Regions from separate parts of the Mus musculus genome. Here region 2 is linked to region 1. The links are chromatin contacts, called in public Hi-C maps. All regions are on one chromosome and are shown on one strand. Each heading gives the region's core, a stretch centred on a gene start, on an enhancer-like site or on the middle of the called end of the contact. The rest is flanking DNA. Distances are from core to core; before and after follow the strand shown. Region 1 overlaps Itpr2 (inositol 1,4,5-triphosphate receptor 2). Region 2 overlaps Itpr2 (inositol 1,4,5-triphosphate receptor 2).

What was found. A called contact is a pair of places that touch in the nucleus more often than the background predicts.
Region 2: a Hi-C map of bone marrow-derived macrophages shows a contact between it and region 1, with 48 read pairs. The contact joins two enhancer-like sites. A contact is called at or near these places in 1 of 39 promoter capture datasets (the HPC-7 cell line), 3 of 484 Hi-C or Micro-C datasets (the C2C12 cell line, bone marrow-derived macrophages and muscle stem cells) and 2 of 115 datasets of contacts at active chromatin or transcription factors (bone marrow-derived macrophages and microglia).

What each region holds. Positions count from the first base shown.
Region 1 is chr6:146,118,076-146,125,501 of GRCm38.p6, forward strand. All of the region lies in intron 55 of Itpr2 (inositol 1,4,5-triphosphate receptor 2), which reads right to left. Among named protein-coding and RNA genes, the nearest start is that of Gm35768, 22 kb to the right of the region's middle. Within about 2 kb of position 2,351, at least 59 of the 459 cell types and tissues checked have an H3K27ac peak or open chromatin away from gene starts, as enhancers often do. A contact at or near this core is called in bone marrow-derived macrophages and microglia, where this site is marked.
Region 2 is chr6:146,207,386-146,214,644 of GRCm38.p6, forward strand. All of the region lies in intron 45 of Itpr2 (inositol 1,4,5-triphosphate receptor 2), which reads right to left. Among named protein-coding and RNA genes, the nearest start is that of Gm35596, 8.7 kb to the right of the region's middle. Within about 2 kb of position 1,821, at least 38 of the 459 cell types and tissues checked have an H3K27ac peak or open chromatin away from gene starts, as enhancers often do. A contact at or near this core is called in bone marrow-derived macrophages and microglia, where this site is marked.

The sequences.
Region 1 (7,426 bases), core at 1,101-3,600:
ATATACTTTAAAAATTGATTCCACCAAACTGGAAAATGTAAAAGAAATGGATGAACTTCTAGATATATATGAGCTACCAAAATCAAACAAATATGAATTAAATGATTTAAGTAGACCTGTCACATGCAATGAGATGTCAGTAATTGAAAATCTCCCAACTAAAAAGCCCAGGCCAGATGGAGTCACTATAGAAGTCTACTAGACTGTCAAAGACATGAAAATTCGCAATAAAATACTTTCAAAACTAATTTGAGAACATATTAGAAAGACTGTCCACCATGATCAAGTCAGTTTCATCCCAGAGATGCAGGGATGGTTCAAGAAACTTAAACTACCATACGGTCATCTCTCTAGCTGTAGAAAAGGTCTTTGACAAAAATCCAACATCCATTCACAATAAAAGTGCTGGAGAAATGAGGGATAGAGGGTATAAGCTCAATATAATAAAGGTAGCATACAGGATTCCTCAGACAACATCTTCCTAAACAGGGAAAAACTGCAAGTAGTTCCACTAGAACCAGGGACACAATGGTAATCCCTTTGCCTACTCCCATTTAAGTAGGCAAGTCCTGACATCTTAGCTAGAGTAGTAAGACAGGTGAAGGTAAAGTGGATACAAATAAGAAAGGAAGAAGTCAAAGTATCCTTATTTGGAGATGATACAATTCTATTATGTAAAACTTTCCAAAGGTTCCACCAGATGACTACTACACCTGATAAATATTTCAGCAAATTAACAAATCAGTTAAAAAAAAAACAAAAAAAAACAAAAAAACAAAGGATTGGCCTTCATACAAACAACAAACATACGGGGAAAGAAATAAATGAATACCTTTCATAATAGCCTCAAGAAAAGTAAAATATCTAGAATAAGTATAACGAAGACAGGAAAGATTTGTACAACAACAACAAAAAATCTTTTAAAAGAATGAAAAAAATAAATTGAACAAGAAACCAGAAAGTGGCAAAACCTCCCATGTATATACATTGTTACAATGAACATTGTGAGCATGACTGTCCTTACCAAAGCAGGTGGTACTGGCACAAAGACAGACTTGTCAGTCAAAGGAACAAAACTGAGGACTCACATATAAACCCACACTCCTACATCCTACATCCACTCAACTTTTGACAAAGAAGTCAACAAATACCTGTTGGAGAGAAGACAGCATCTTGAACAAGTGTTGCTTGTCAAACTGGATGACCACAGAGGAGGGATCAAATCTGAACTGTGTCTTTCATCTTGTATAAAACTCTACTCCAAATCCATGAAGGATGTTAATACAAGACCAGATACTCTAACTCTGACAGGAGCAAGGGGACCTAGGCTTGACTCACTGATATAAGAACAGACGTTTTGAGTAGCATCTTGATAGAAAAAGGCTTTATTTAATACCAATAATTAATAAATGGGACCTCAAAAACCAAAAGTTTCTGAACAGCAAAGGGTACTATCGCTCAACTGAAGAGGCAGTAAGCAGACTGGACATTTTTTATTCATGAGTTATATCTTTGAAGGAGTGGTACTATCTAGAATATATAAGTAGCTCAAAATTAAACATTCAAGAAAACCTAAACGGGACAAAACTAAACAGAGTCCAGGGGGGAAAATATATGTTCAACATACATAGCCATCAAGGAAATGCAAATTAAAACTGCTCAGAGGTTTCATCTAAGCCCAGTCAGAATGGTTACGGTCAAGAAACAAATGGTGACAAATGGCAGCATGGACACTGGGTCTGGGGACACTCATTCTTTGCTGGAGGTGTGTGAACTGGAGGGGGGTGAACTGGTACAGCCACTAAGAAAATATGTGTAGAGGTTCCTCAAAAGGCTGATAATAGACCTATCATATGCTCCACATATACTGGTCTTGGGCAAAGGACTCCATATATTGGGATATCCATAAAAATTTGCAAAGAACCAATAAATTTTTAAGAGAAAAATAAAATTTAAAAAGGCGTTTAAAAATCAGTACAGAAAAGTTTTCTTTTCACAGAAACAACCTTAAACATAAGTATTGTATATGCTTTTAGGTTCTTGTGTTCCATTTTCTGTTGAAAGCAGTCTGTGACAAAACAGTGTGTGTGCATTTTTCAGTAAGGGAGTGTCCTTTCCTTTGAGGGAGGGGAAGGTGAAGTGGCTACCTTACCCTAAGACAGAAGTGCAGGCCTGATGCGTCCAGCAGGGTTCCCCTGCACAGCTTCCTCACGCCGCTGGCCTGTGCTTTGCTCCTGGTTAACACAGTGGTCTGATTTCACTTTACGTGGCATATCTTGTGGTCATGCACATGGTTATCGGATTCCCAGGCCGGTGCTGGTTAGTCAATATGATATCATTTCCTCATTTCACCAGAACTGAATACATGTGACCACAGGGTAGCCTCAAGCCAGGGAAGAAGATTAGCTGCCAGACTTCTAGGCTGCAGGGTTGATCCTTCCTAATAACTCAGTGAAGTGCAGGTCTTCTAGAGGCTTCTAAAATGCAAGACTCTTAGATGAATTTGTCGTTCCTGACACGTTCACTTAGGACCCATAATCCTCTTCCTGGGGATAATTTTGTATAATAGTGTGCTTGTCTAGGAGACTGCCAGAGCAATGGACAGAAGTCACAAGAATCTTTCAGAGTCCTTTTAATAGTAGGTCAGCGTGACCCATTGATGTCTACAGCTGTTCAGTCAGAGTCTGTCACTTAGAGACCCTGTGTGGTGTTCACATTTAGTGTTTTCAAGTGATACTTCATTCCTGGAGCAGAGATAGTACTGTGCAATGGAAGGGCACCAATTGGGGAGATAGAACAACCTGGGCTTTGACTTCGTCATAACTGAAAGCATTTCCTGTATGGGGCGGATGGGTGTCCCACTGTCTAAGGCTCAGTTTGCTTCTCGGTGAAACAAGAATGCCCCTCTAGGTGTGTCCATACCTTTTCCTGCCCTGTGCTTCGTGAGCTGTGAATGCAAGGTAAAGCTTTAAAATTCAAGTTGCTGCAAATAGACTTGAGCCTATCAAAGTTTAAACACACAGAGTTAAGGCTGGAAGCAGCCCTGAGTCACAGAGCCCAAGCTAGCATGTGTGTGAGTAAGTTTTTGCTATGTCAGAATGAGATTAAGAAGTAATAAGACTGGTTTGGTCCAACCAAACATTGAGGATTTGTCTTTTTAAAAAGGTATTAGCATTTATGAAAATCACCTGTATATATGTAAGCTGGAGGGAAATGAAATTCTGACCTTCTGTAACACGGCAACAGATCCCGCCTTGCCTTCCGAGTGCCTGGCATTTGGTCCTGTTGTGGCCGATACCCACAATTCCACAGAACAAGGGTTGCTATGATCTTACTCCATGGCCTACAACATGAAGCAAGTTTACTTACTTGCCCAAGGCCACAGAACGGTGAGTGGCTGAGTCAGGCTTTGGTTCTTTGGAGTCCCTCTGCCTTTCCTGAACTGCTCTCCATGTCTGACGGAGACACTGGCACTTGGCTGCTACAGAAGCTGAGGTACAAGGATTGCAGGTTCAAGGCCTGGCCCAGCTACAGAGTGAGCTCAGCCCAGAAACTTGGTGAGACTAAACAGAAACAGAAGGTGGCTAGAGGTGGCTCAGCTTCTGGGTGCTTCAGGCCTCCGCTCCAGAAAGCCCAGCTTCTAAACTCAGTGGGAAAATCAAACAATACAGGGATGATTGCAACTGGAATCCCTCGGGTTACTTTTGCAGGGTATGCTAAAGGTTCGTTTACTGAAGATCAGAAGCACATGTCCTGTCAGTATTGTGTCAGAGATCCACATATAGGTGAGGAAGGAAAATGCCGGAAGTATGGTGGAGTTTGGCAGAGGGCTTTCAAATATCACTACTGAGAGGCAACACAGAGAATAGAATGCACTCGGTTCTGCAGCTGAGTACCAACTAACCATCTGATACCCCTTGCCCAGCCTCCATTTGCTAAGGCTGTGTGCTGCGGGGCTCTCATAATACCATTTTCATGCTGGCCATCCCAAACTGATCTCTGCTTCTTACTAGATTTTCCACCATAAAATTCAACTGCAAAGCCTCCTGGTACAAAGAGAAAAGTACCAGAGTCGCCATGAGTGACATGACCGACGGACTCATGAGTGAAGTGACCGACGGACGCATGAGTCCTATACCACATGGTTTGAGCAGTAAACCCAGCACCCTCAGGTGACAACTGGCAGCTGTCATGAGAAGTGAGGCGACTCCTAGGAGCATAAAGGGTGAAACTTCAAAGGATGAAGCCACACAGTGGACTTGGCTGAGCACAAGTGAGAGAGAATGGAGATGTGTGTACCTTTCTGGAAGCAGGAGGCTGTCTTGGAATAATGACCTCAAGCTGAGCATAACTTTAATATGCCTAGTCACAGAGAGATCAGGCATTGGAGGGCAGGAATTGCAGCCTTTCTCCACAGCGCAGTTTCATGCGTGTGCAACAGGGAGGCTGCCACTCATTAGCCCATAGGCTTGGCAGATCTGATTTGGGTGTGGTTTGGTGAATAAGCTTCCCATGTTTAAGCTAAGACCACTTGAGTTTCATGTACTTGACACACCTCTATGGTTTTCTTTAAGAATCTCACTGATTGATTTTATGATTAATTGATTACCTACTCAATAGGATACTCTGAAAGTCAAAACAAAGCCAAAGCATTTTCTACATATAAAGCTTGCTTCTGACATAGATTGGAGCTAGTCAGATGCAGTCTTATAATGCTTTGTTTTTATTGGCTGTTTGACACAGGTACTCAGTTTTAGTAGGAACATGGAGCCTGCCTGGGAGGTTTAACATGTTGACCAACTCTTTATCTGCTTCCAATTGAAGTCTAACCTATTGCCTCTTCAGTAAGACTTCACAGTTGCCACAGGGGCATGGTCACTTTCTAAACATGTCTCCATCATTTTCCTTTAGTCGATCCATGTTTCCCTCCCATCCCAGCTCCCCTTCCCGGTCTACCCTCTGAAGCTATGTACCATCCTTCAATAAACAATTTGATGGGTCTTTTTTTTTTTTTTTGATTCCTATGATGATAGCCACAAATCTTTACAATTTCCCGGGTGACAGAGGTGAGTTTGCTCTCAGGAGCCCCAGGATTACATCTGGTTTTGTCCTAATGAGCTGACTCAAGGTGGGTTCTTGGATGACAAGGCACACATGATCCCAGAGGCAGGATTTCCAGACAACCCAACCTCTGGGCTAATGACCAAGTTCAATCCTGTGGCCAGTGATCCAATCAGTTCTAAGCACAAACACTCTGGTAAAACTGTGCTGGGTGATGAAAGGCAATATGCAGAGAGGGTTGGATGCTCTGTGCTTCCTCAGACTGTACCCATGTGTACTTCTACATGGCTGCCCTCCTTATTTGGATCCAGTCAATAGTCAGAATAGTAGGTTTTACGTTCTTTGAGTAGTTATAGCAAATTACTAAACTTGACCAAATGGAGGCAGCCCCAAAATTTACAGTCAGTCATTTGGAATGTAGGTAGCCTTAAAGAATAGCTCAAGTTGGATGTCTTACTGGGGGTCCTCTCCCATGACTTGTGGGGTTTGTGTTTCCTAGGGGTGGCTGTACCCATAGCGAACCACGATTCACAAGCTGGGGTAGAAACTGGCCAGCTGGCATTTGAGTAGTCACTAGTTCACCAACTCTGTCTGTGCCAGCTCCTGTACGGGCATGAAGGAAAGAACATTTGTGGGAGGGAGGGTAAAGATATGAAGGCAGGTGATTCTGGTCACCGAGTTACCTGGACACTTCCTTGGCTTGTGTTTGCCGGTCTGAGACCCAGAGATAGGAGCTAATAAATGGCCATGTTGCAGACAGCCACAGAGGATGGGACACACACAGCTGTAGCTACTGTAGCTCAGACATGATCCCACAAGGTCTCCCTTGTGCAATGCTCCCTGGACAGGTGCTTCTTATTTTACATGTTCTCTTCTTGAATCCTGAACAGGGACAAGATGCTATTGGGTTGTGGGCTTTCTGAGGTCTCTTGCATCCTCACCTACTCTGCCTGACAAGTTAAGATCAATTGGAATCCATCCATCAGCCTGCCAGAGCTTTGAGGAGTAAACCAGTTATCTATGTGTGTTTGCCATGTCCTTGTCAGGACTCAATTTTCAGTATTATACACATTGATGATGCTGGTACTCCTCTAAAACTAAAGCACAGCAGGTGCTCACACAGGCGTGTGCAAGCACACACACACACACACACACACACACACACACACGGCAAGGCAGACAGATTGTGTGTATCTTTATCTTTCTCATTTCTTTCTGAAGAAAGACAGGGGAGGCAGATAACCAGCCTGCTCAGCCCTTGCCTTTCTCCCATTCCAGTCACTACCTGCCCCACATGAACAGTAACCAAGGTAAAAACCACAGCCCCTGGATAGAGGACTCTGATTGCAGAGCTAAGAAAGCTGGCAATGGCTGGAGATGCAGTCTGTGACTCCCACTTTTACCCCTCAAGAAGTATTTGATCGTTCTGACAGTAGGTAAGTAACACCCAGCCTGCATGCTTCCTATGGATTTAAGAACACGCTGGAAGAAGATGGTGTGGGGAGAGTGGGGGAAGAAAGCTTGTGTTCACACTCTGCTTCTGGGGGGTGGGAGGAGGAGTGGGCAGAGTTGGCACAGGCAGTCTAGGTGTGTCATGTGTCACCATATGGTTATGGCAAAGTACCCAGAGAGTGGGAGGTATGCTCTGTCACCACCTCATGGGGTTATGACATTCCCCAAATTAACACATTTTCAGAGACATGAACAAGGAGTCACGCTGACATGTCCTTTGCAATTTCCCTGTGCCACTTGCAACTTGGGACTTTCAGAGGGCTCCCTATCTACCAGGCTCCACCCTCTGCTAGCTAATTCAGGATGAGACCAGTCATTTCTTCTGTGTCCCCTAGATAGTTTTGTTTTGTTTTAAAAAAATAAAAAGTTTTGAAAACAAATTCCTCATTGCCACACTTTCAAAATCTACTCTTGAGAAACCCACTATGGGGTTCAAGGATTCTATTTATATCCCCATTCTTCATAAGGGTTTTCTGATTAAGCTTCGGAAGGAAAGAGGGTTTTCTGAACAGTCAGCAGGCCTGACCTATTCACACATTGGGAGGATTGCTTTAGAAGAGTGCCGAGGATTTGTCCAGGGGCACACATACTGGGGGATCCCCTGGGCTTCCTCCTTCACTGGTCATGACACCCAGAGAGTTCTCAAAGAGCTACTTGCAATCACCAAGTCAAATGGGTCTGAGCTCTGAGAGGATTCCAGTCACACAGGGAAGAGTGCCGGACACTCAGAGCCATCTCTTGGAGCCATGTATGGCTCTGGCACTACATCACACTTGGAAATTAGATTCTCGGAGATGCCTGCACTTTGGCCCAGTTTGTGGCTTCTGTAGGAAGACTGTGAATGCATAGCTAC
Region 2 (7,259 bases), core at 571-3,070, 89 kb after region 1:
GTGGATCCAAGAGAACATGGATTTCTCCCTGGATGACTGCTTATAGGACAAACCATTCAATGAGGAAGGGGAGCCAGATTAACCTAGGGGCAGGCAGAGGAGACGAGACAAGGTTTCCTTCCTCCTCAGTACTTCTGGTCTACCACCTACAGGAACGGGAAATGTCAGGTCCCCGAGGAGAAGCCAGGAAGGGCCTGGCTGCCTGGCCCCACTCACATCCTGAAGCTTGGAGACACTCGTGTCTAAATTAGGTGTTAAAGGTGTGGGAGTGACCAACGCTGGCTGAAAACAAGCTAAGACCTGGAATCTGAAACAGACTCAGTAAAACTGGTTGATAGAGAGGAACCAACCACCAAAGCTTACCCACAGAAACTGCGCACTGTGAAAGCTGAGCAGACAGATTTCTTTACTCCTTCTGGAGGTCATTTGCAGGTTCTCTTGCCTCGCCCACTTAGCATGTGAACCCCTGGGTGAGTCTGAGCCCTTCCATTCTCTAATGAGTTCCTGGATGGTCATGTTTCTATCCCTCCAGCTTTGTCTCAAACATTTGCGCAAAGGGCCTCGCTGTGACTCCCAAGTCCATAGACATTTAATTAACACTGTCACCAGGGTCCAAAGCGTGCCTCACAGATGAGAGCCACGGAGGGTCACACAGAGTGAGGACTCACTGAGACAAGCCCTTGGCAAGGACAGAGATCTGCTCTTGCACACAGGACCCTGGGAAGCAATGCCACTGGCCTAAGAGAACACCAGTAAGAAGAGTTCAAAGAACCCTGGCATGTGGATATTTTAAACAGGATAACACACAAACACACACACACACACACACACACACACACACACACACACACACACACACACTTTCTGAAGAGCGGCTGGGAGATGCTCAGAATGATGAGCACCAGTCACCTTGACCCCCAGACATGGCAGGGGTGAGGGGCAGGGGGTAGAGGTAGGGGACAAGGACTTGATTGGTAATGACGACTTAGATCTGAGATTCTTCTTTCACTCTGCTTAAAGTGGGGTTCGACAGGTTAAACTGCTTCGGATGGCTGCTTCCCTGAGTCTCTGGTGTCCTTTGTCACCGGTGTGACCTCTCAGCTCCTCTGCTCATTAGGGTCCAGTTTGGATGCCAGCCAGAAAAACAGATTGCTCATCACGGGATAGCTACATAGAGGTGCACCTCCTCTCGGAGTACTTGAGGCCGATTGTCTGGCCTTCTTGCTGAGTCTCACTACCCTGTCTTTATCCAGTTCTCTCATTTCCAGCCATTCCTGAGGGATTCTTTTCTCTTGTCCCCTTAACCCTCTTTAATATTTGAAATCTCTCTAGGTTTTTCTCTTGGCTTACTCCCTTTGTTCCAGTTGCTTCCTCGGAAATCTCATCTATAGCACAACTTCAAACACCATCTATACATACATCTGTATACCTTGATGTTCAAGCCTAGCTTCTCTTCCCAGGAATGAAGCTCGCAGCTGGACCCTTACATTGCTTTATCTTAATGTCACATTGATTCCCAAGCACCCATGGGCTAGGGCCAAGCTCATTGCTCTATTCCACTCCCCTGCTTTCCTACCTCCAGCTCAGAAAACGTCATCTACCCATAGCCAACTCTTTCCCTAGGAGCTGGCCAAGCCTCATCCTCACTTTCCCTAGCACATTCCAGTTGGTAAAGTAGCTAGCAACGGAAAGAGTCTGGGGTGTGGAGGACAGGGAGGGGGGACTTCAGAACAAGTCACAGTTTCCCTTCCTCCTCAGCACACAGGGTTTACTGCCGACAGGAAATGAAAATGTCAGGTCCCGGAGGAGAAGCTGGGAAGGGCCAAGCAGAAGACTAAAACCCTTAGTAAGACTGGCACGTGCTCTGGGTCAGATGCCGCCCACCCCACTGCCTGGTGTCCAACCATTGTCCAAAGCTGCAGAGTCTTATAGTACTTTATCATGCTAAGGAGTATGCAGACAGAAGGAGACAGACACGGGCTTCTTTCCTTCATCTCTTTCATTGTGAGACTTTTGCTTACTTGTTTGTTTTTTAGGAGATAAATATCTGCTTGATAGGTGGAGGCCAATTTCTTTAACTTCTGAGAAGAGGAAGGTGCGGACAGAGAGAAAGTAAGCAGCTGTCAGGTTGGGGTGACAGCAAAGAGGGGGAACCACACAGAAGGGAGGAAGGAAAAGAGTGGAAAGTTGTGTATGGTCAGGTGATTGGCCTATCAGACACCAAGAGAAGGAAGCTGAGATGGGCAGAAGGTCAGAGACATGTTTTTAAAAACTGTGGTTTGAGACAGCTTGAGTAAAGAGACCCTGGGTGAATGGTCAAGGGTGACATGGAGATGCACCCAACCCGAGTCTCAGCAGACAGAATCAGGGAACTTGAGCTAACTCCATCTGAGAATCCCGTTTGCTTCCAAATGTTTCTCAAGTCCATATCAGGCACAAGCAAGAAACATCTGTGGCCCGTGCTAGACACCCCTTTGTCCTGTGCCTTCACCCCTAGATCTTCCCTCCTGCTTCGTTTCTGCTTGGTTCAGTCACGGTCTTGGTTCACGGAGGACGTGATCATCTTCCAGACCCACCGGGTAACATACACCTGCCTGCCCTGCTATATAGTTAGTGGTCCCACGGTCCATGGTATAGGCAAGTCTTACAACCATGGAATCCTAAGTCCTGTGTGGTTTTATGTCAAGTTGATACCAGATCAAGTCATTTTGGAAGCTAGAACCCTCAATTAAGGAAATGCCCCCACTAGATGGGTCTGTGGTTTATTTCTCAATTACTGATTGGTGGGGAGATGGGGACAGTCTACTATGGGTGGTGGCACCCCCAGGCAGGTGGTCCTGGGATACATATAAAAGCAAGCTGAGCAAGCCAGGTGAAACAAGCCAATAAGCAGCACTTCTCCATGATCTCTGTTTTAGCTCCTGCCTCCGAGTTCCTGCTTTGAGTTCCCACCCTGACTTCCCTCAGTGATAAGACTGGGGTGTTGAAGTGTAAGCAAGAGGAACCCTTTCCTCCACAAGTTGCTTATGGTCATGTTTTATAACAGCAATAGAAACCTAACCTCTAACATCTTCCTTTCATGTCTATTTAGAAACATAAAGTGTATGCCGCTCTTTGTGTGGGTTAGGACCACCCAGAGAGAGAAAGGCTGGAGTGGAGAGCAGCCTGGCGGTAGAGCCCTTGCCTCGAGGGCCTGGCCATTTGAGTTCAGTCCCCAGCACCACCGCCAAAAAAGAAAACAAGGTGAAATTAAAAAGTACAAATGTGAGTCGGAGAGGTGGCTCAGCAGTTATGAGCACAGAGATCTGACAGAGGGCCTGGCCTCTGTTTCTAGTACCCATGTGGTGTGACTCACAACTGGCTGTAACTTTAGCTCCAGGGAGCTCATAAGGGCCTCCATGAACCTCCACACTCCTGTGCTCACAATCAGCACACACACACACACACACACACACACACACTTTCACTTTTAAAATTTTGACTGTATATAGTTGGTCACAGCTAGAATCCCAATACACTAGAGGTGAAGGTAAAAGGTCAGAGGATCAAATCCATCCTCGGCTACATAGCAAGTTCCTGCAAGCTCAGGCTACATGAGATTCTGACTCAAAAATAAAGACTAAAAACAACTACAAAAATAAATGACTAATTTTTTTTCTCAATTTTTAATACCTAATTCTTTACCTGTGGGGGATGGGACATGTGTCACAGAGCATGGTGGTCAGAGGACAACCTGTGGGAGTTGTCTTTCCTTACATCATGTGGGTTCCGGGAACAGAGCTCAGGTTGCCAGGTTTGGGGACAAGAGTTTTTCTTGCTGAGCCATCTTGCAGACCCAGACAGTCATCAGGAGGTTATTTCAAATATGGGGCATGGGAAACTATGAAGATTATAAGTGCCATTTACCGCAGGGGTTGGCAACACAGCCCTCATGGGTGATATCTGTTCTGGTGCCTGTTTCATAAAAAGCAGTTTTATTGGGTAACGCAGTCAGACTGGCTTGTTTACACGTGGACCATGGCTGTTTCAACACTAGAACTGCAGAAGACAGTGTGTGCAGCAGACAGGATGGCCTCACAACCCTAAAATATTTACTAGCTGGCACTGGGGAAGTCCCCATATAGTGGCACCAACTAGCGAATGGTTTCCAAGCCTCATGCAGCTGTCAAATACTTAAACATGGATGGGTATGCCTGTATACGTTACAGACAGATGGCCAGATGACATCCCCTAAAATAATCGAGTTTATATCCCTACAATGGAGCCTCTTTCATTGATAACAGAAATATTATCCAGGGGCTTTTCAAAAATTTCCCCCTACTGTATAATTTAACAGGGTTTTGGTTTTTTTGTTATTGTTGTTGTTGTGTTTTGTTTTGCTTTGTTGTGTTGCGTTTTGTTTTGGTTTTGGTGTGAAGGGTTGCTCTCCTTAATTTAACAGTTTACCATCCAGATCCAGTATTATTTTATTGCAGTTTCCTGGTACTGTTCTGTGCCTCGTTGAGTAATTCTAAAACACACACTGATCAACAGACACAAGAGACGGGCCTGAGCAATCTATGAGGCTCACATACCCACAATTCTCTCGGCCATTACACCAGAAAAGAACTACTTTCCAAACAGCTTTATCACAAACACAGTAAGTACTAGGCACCTAGTGACATTCAAGAATAAGACCTCAGATTAAAGAAGGGAGATGACATGGCTCAGCAGTTAAGAACACTGGCTACTCTTCCAGGGATCCTAAGTTCAATTCCCAGCAACTACATGGTGGACGACCACCTAGAAAGGGATCTAATGGCTTCTTCTGGCATGTAGGTGTACATGCAGACAGAGTACTCCTAAATTTAAAAAATATCTAAGACCCCAAACCTGAGATAGGCACAGCAACCCACACCTGCAACCTTGACTTTAAGAGGGTAATGAAGAACACAGGCAAAGCACAACAAACAATGTGACATCAAGCAAGGGAACCATCCCTACAGAGTGTAAGTTCACTACAGAGCATATGTGTGCATGCTTGTGAGTGTGAGTGCGTGTGGTGTGTGTGTGGTATATGTGGGGTGTGTGTAGTGTGTGTGTGGTATGTGTATGTGTGCTTGTGAGTGTGCATGCATGTGGTGTGTGTGGTGCATGTGGTGTGTGCGTGTGGTGTGCATGTGTGTGTGTGTGTGTGTGTGTGTGTGTGTAGTATATATGTGTGGTATGTGTGTGTGTGCTTGTGAGTGTGCATGCATGTGGTGTGTGTGGTGCATGTGGTGTGTGTTGTGTGTGCATGGTGCATGTGAGTGTGGTATGTGCATGTGGGGTGTGCGTATGTATGTGTATGTAGTGTGTATGTATAGTATGTGTGGTTTGTGTTATGTCTGTGTGGTATGTGCGTGTGTTGCATGTGTGTGTGTGTGTTATGTACATGTGTGGTGCCTTGTGTGTGTGGTGTGTATGTAATATGTGTGGTATGTGTGTGGTGTGTGTCTGTGCGTGTTTGTGTGTGGTTTGTGTATGCTGTATCTGTGTGGTGTGTGTGGTTTGTGGGGTGTGTGTGTGCTGAGGTGGGGGGAACGGCTGATGACTTTACCCTCACCACTGTGAGCAAGCCGGGGAATATTGTATACTCAGACAATCAAAGCCAGTTTAGGTTTTGCAACTTCATATGACAACCATACAGTTTTTACGTGATGGGTCTCATGCAGCTGAAGCTGACCTTGAACCTCTGTTCTCTGACCTTCACCCCCTCAAGTTGGTATTAATGTGTTACCACTACATCCAACTCTTATAATTTTAAGATAATTTTTAAACTGTTTTATTAAGTTCATTCAGTGGAAATTTCCCCCATTATCAAAGTTCACCTATGGAACAATCGTATCTTACACACGTGTGCTCACTATGTAAACAATTCTGGAGATTAACCATAATCATTTTTAGTGTATTTGGGGAGCATGTGTATATGTATGTGTGCATGTGTGTGTAGAGGCCAGAGGTCTACACCAGGTCTAATTGCTTCTGCAAAATAAGCCAGCCAGCGAGCTCTCCCGCCTCTGCCTCCCTGCATATTCGTTAGTTCTCTATTGCTGTGATAAAATACAACAGCCAATATTAACTTACAGAAGGAAGGGTTTATTTGGGCCTTAAGAGGGTAGGGTTCGTGCACCAGCCAATTATGCTAAAGGACATGGGAACACTCCAATTAGATGCTTGCCAGGCTAGAAACACACACACACACACACACACACCACCCCACCTGGCTTGCTGCTTTCTATAAAACTTTACCCCAATAGATGTTCAGGGCTCCTCTCCACCAAAACCATGTTGGCAGTGGGCTGAGGGGCCCAAGCCAGCTTGAATAAAGGCCCTGATATGATTGCACTGAATCGGCTCCTGTCTGATCTTTTGGGGTTCATAATACTTCCCTGGCACTACGTCTGCAGATCTGGATGTAGAACTCTCAGCTATCTCTCTAGTACCATGTCTACCTGCGTGCTGCCATGCATGATAATGGACTAAACTTCTGAACGATCTGTAGCAATCCCCCATTAAATGCCATGGTCATGGTGTCTCTTCACAGCAATAGAATTCCTAACTAAGACACCCATGCACACAAACACATACATATTCTACACACATTTTAAAATGTTGTTTCCACAGAATCATGGTTGCAGAGGTCAGGATATGTTGTTTTTTGAAATGGCTAGAAGAAAGGATTTGGCATGTTCCCAACATAAAGAAGTGATTTGTTGTCTAGAGTGACAGGCTTGATCATTTTATATACATATGTGTGTGTGATGTGTATATATATGTATATATATGTATGTATATGTGTGTATATGTACATGTATATGCATGTGTATATAAAATGTGTAAATAAAAAAAAAGAGGGTAGGGTTCATGATAGCAGGGTGCAGGGAGCAGCTGGAGCAGAAGCTGAGAGCTCACATCTTGAACACTGAGAAAACTAACTTGAAATGATCTTTTGAACCCCGAGAGCCTGCCTAGAGTAGCATACTTTCTGCAGCAAGGCCATGTCTCCTAAAGCACCCTACTCCCAATAGCCACCGGCTGGGGACCAAGTATTCAAATGCCCAAGACTTATGGGAGACATCTTATTCAAACCACCACGCTAAGATTACAGCTTTTTAAGTGGGTATTAGCATCCGGATTCAGTTTTTTACCTTTATTCAGTAAGTACTTTATTGGTAAGTCCATCTCCCCAGCCCCATTTATTTACTCTCCATTCGGACTGGAAAGCAATAATTGATTAT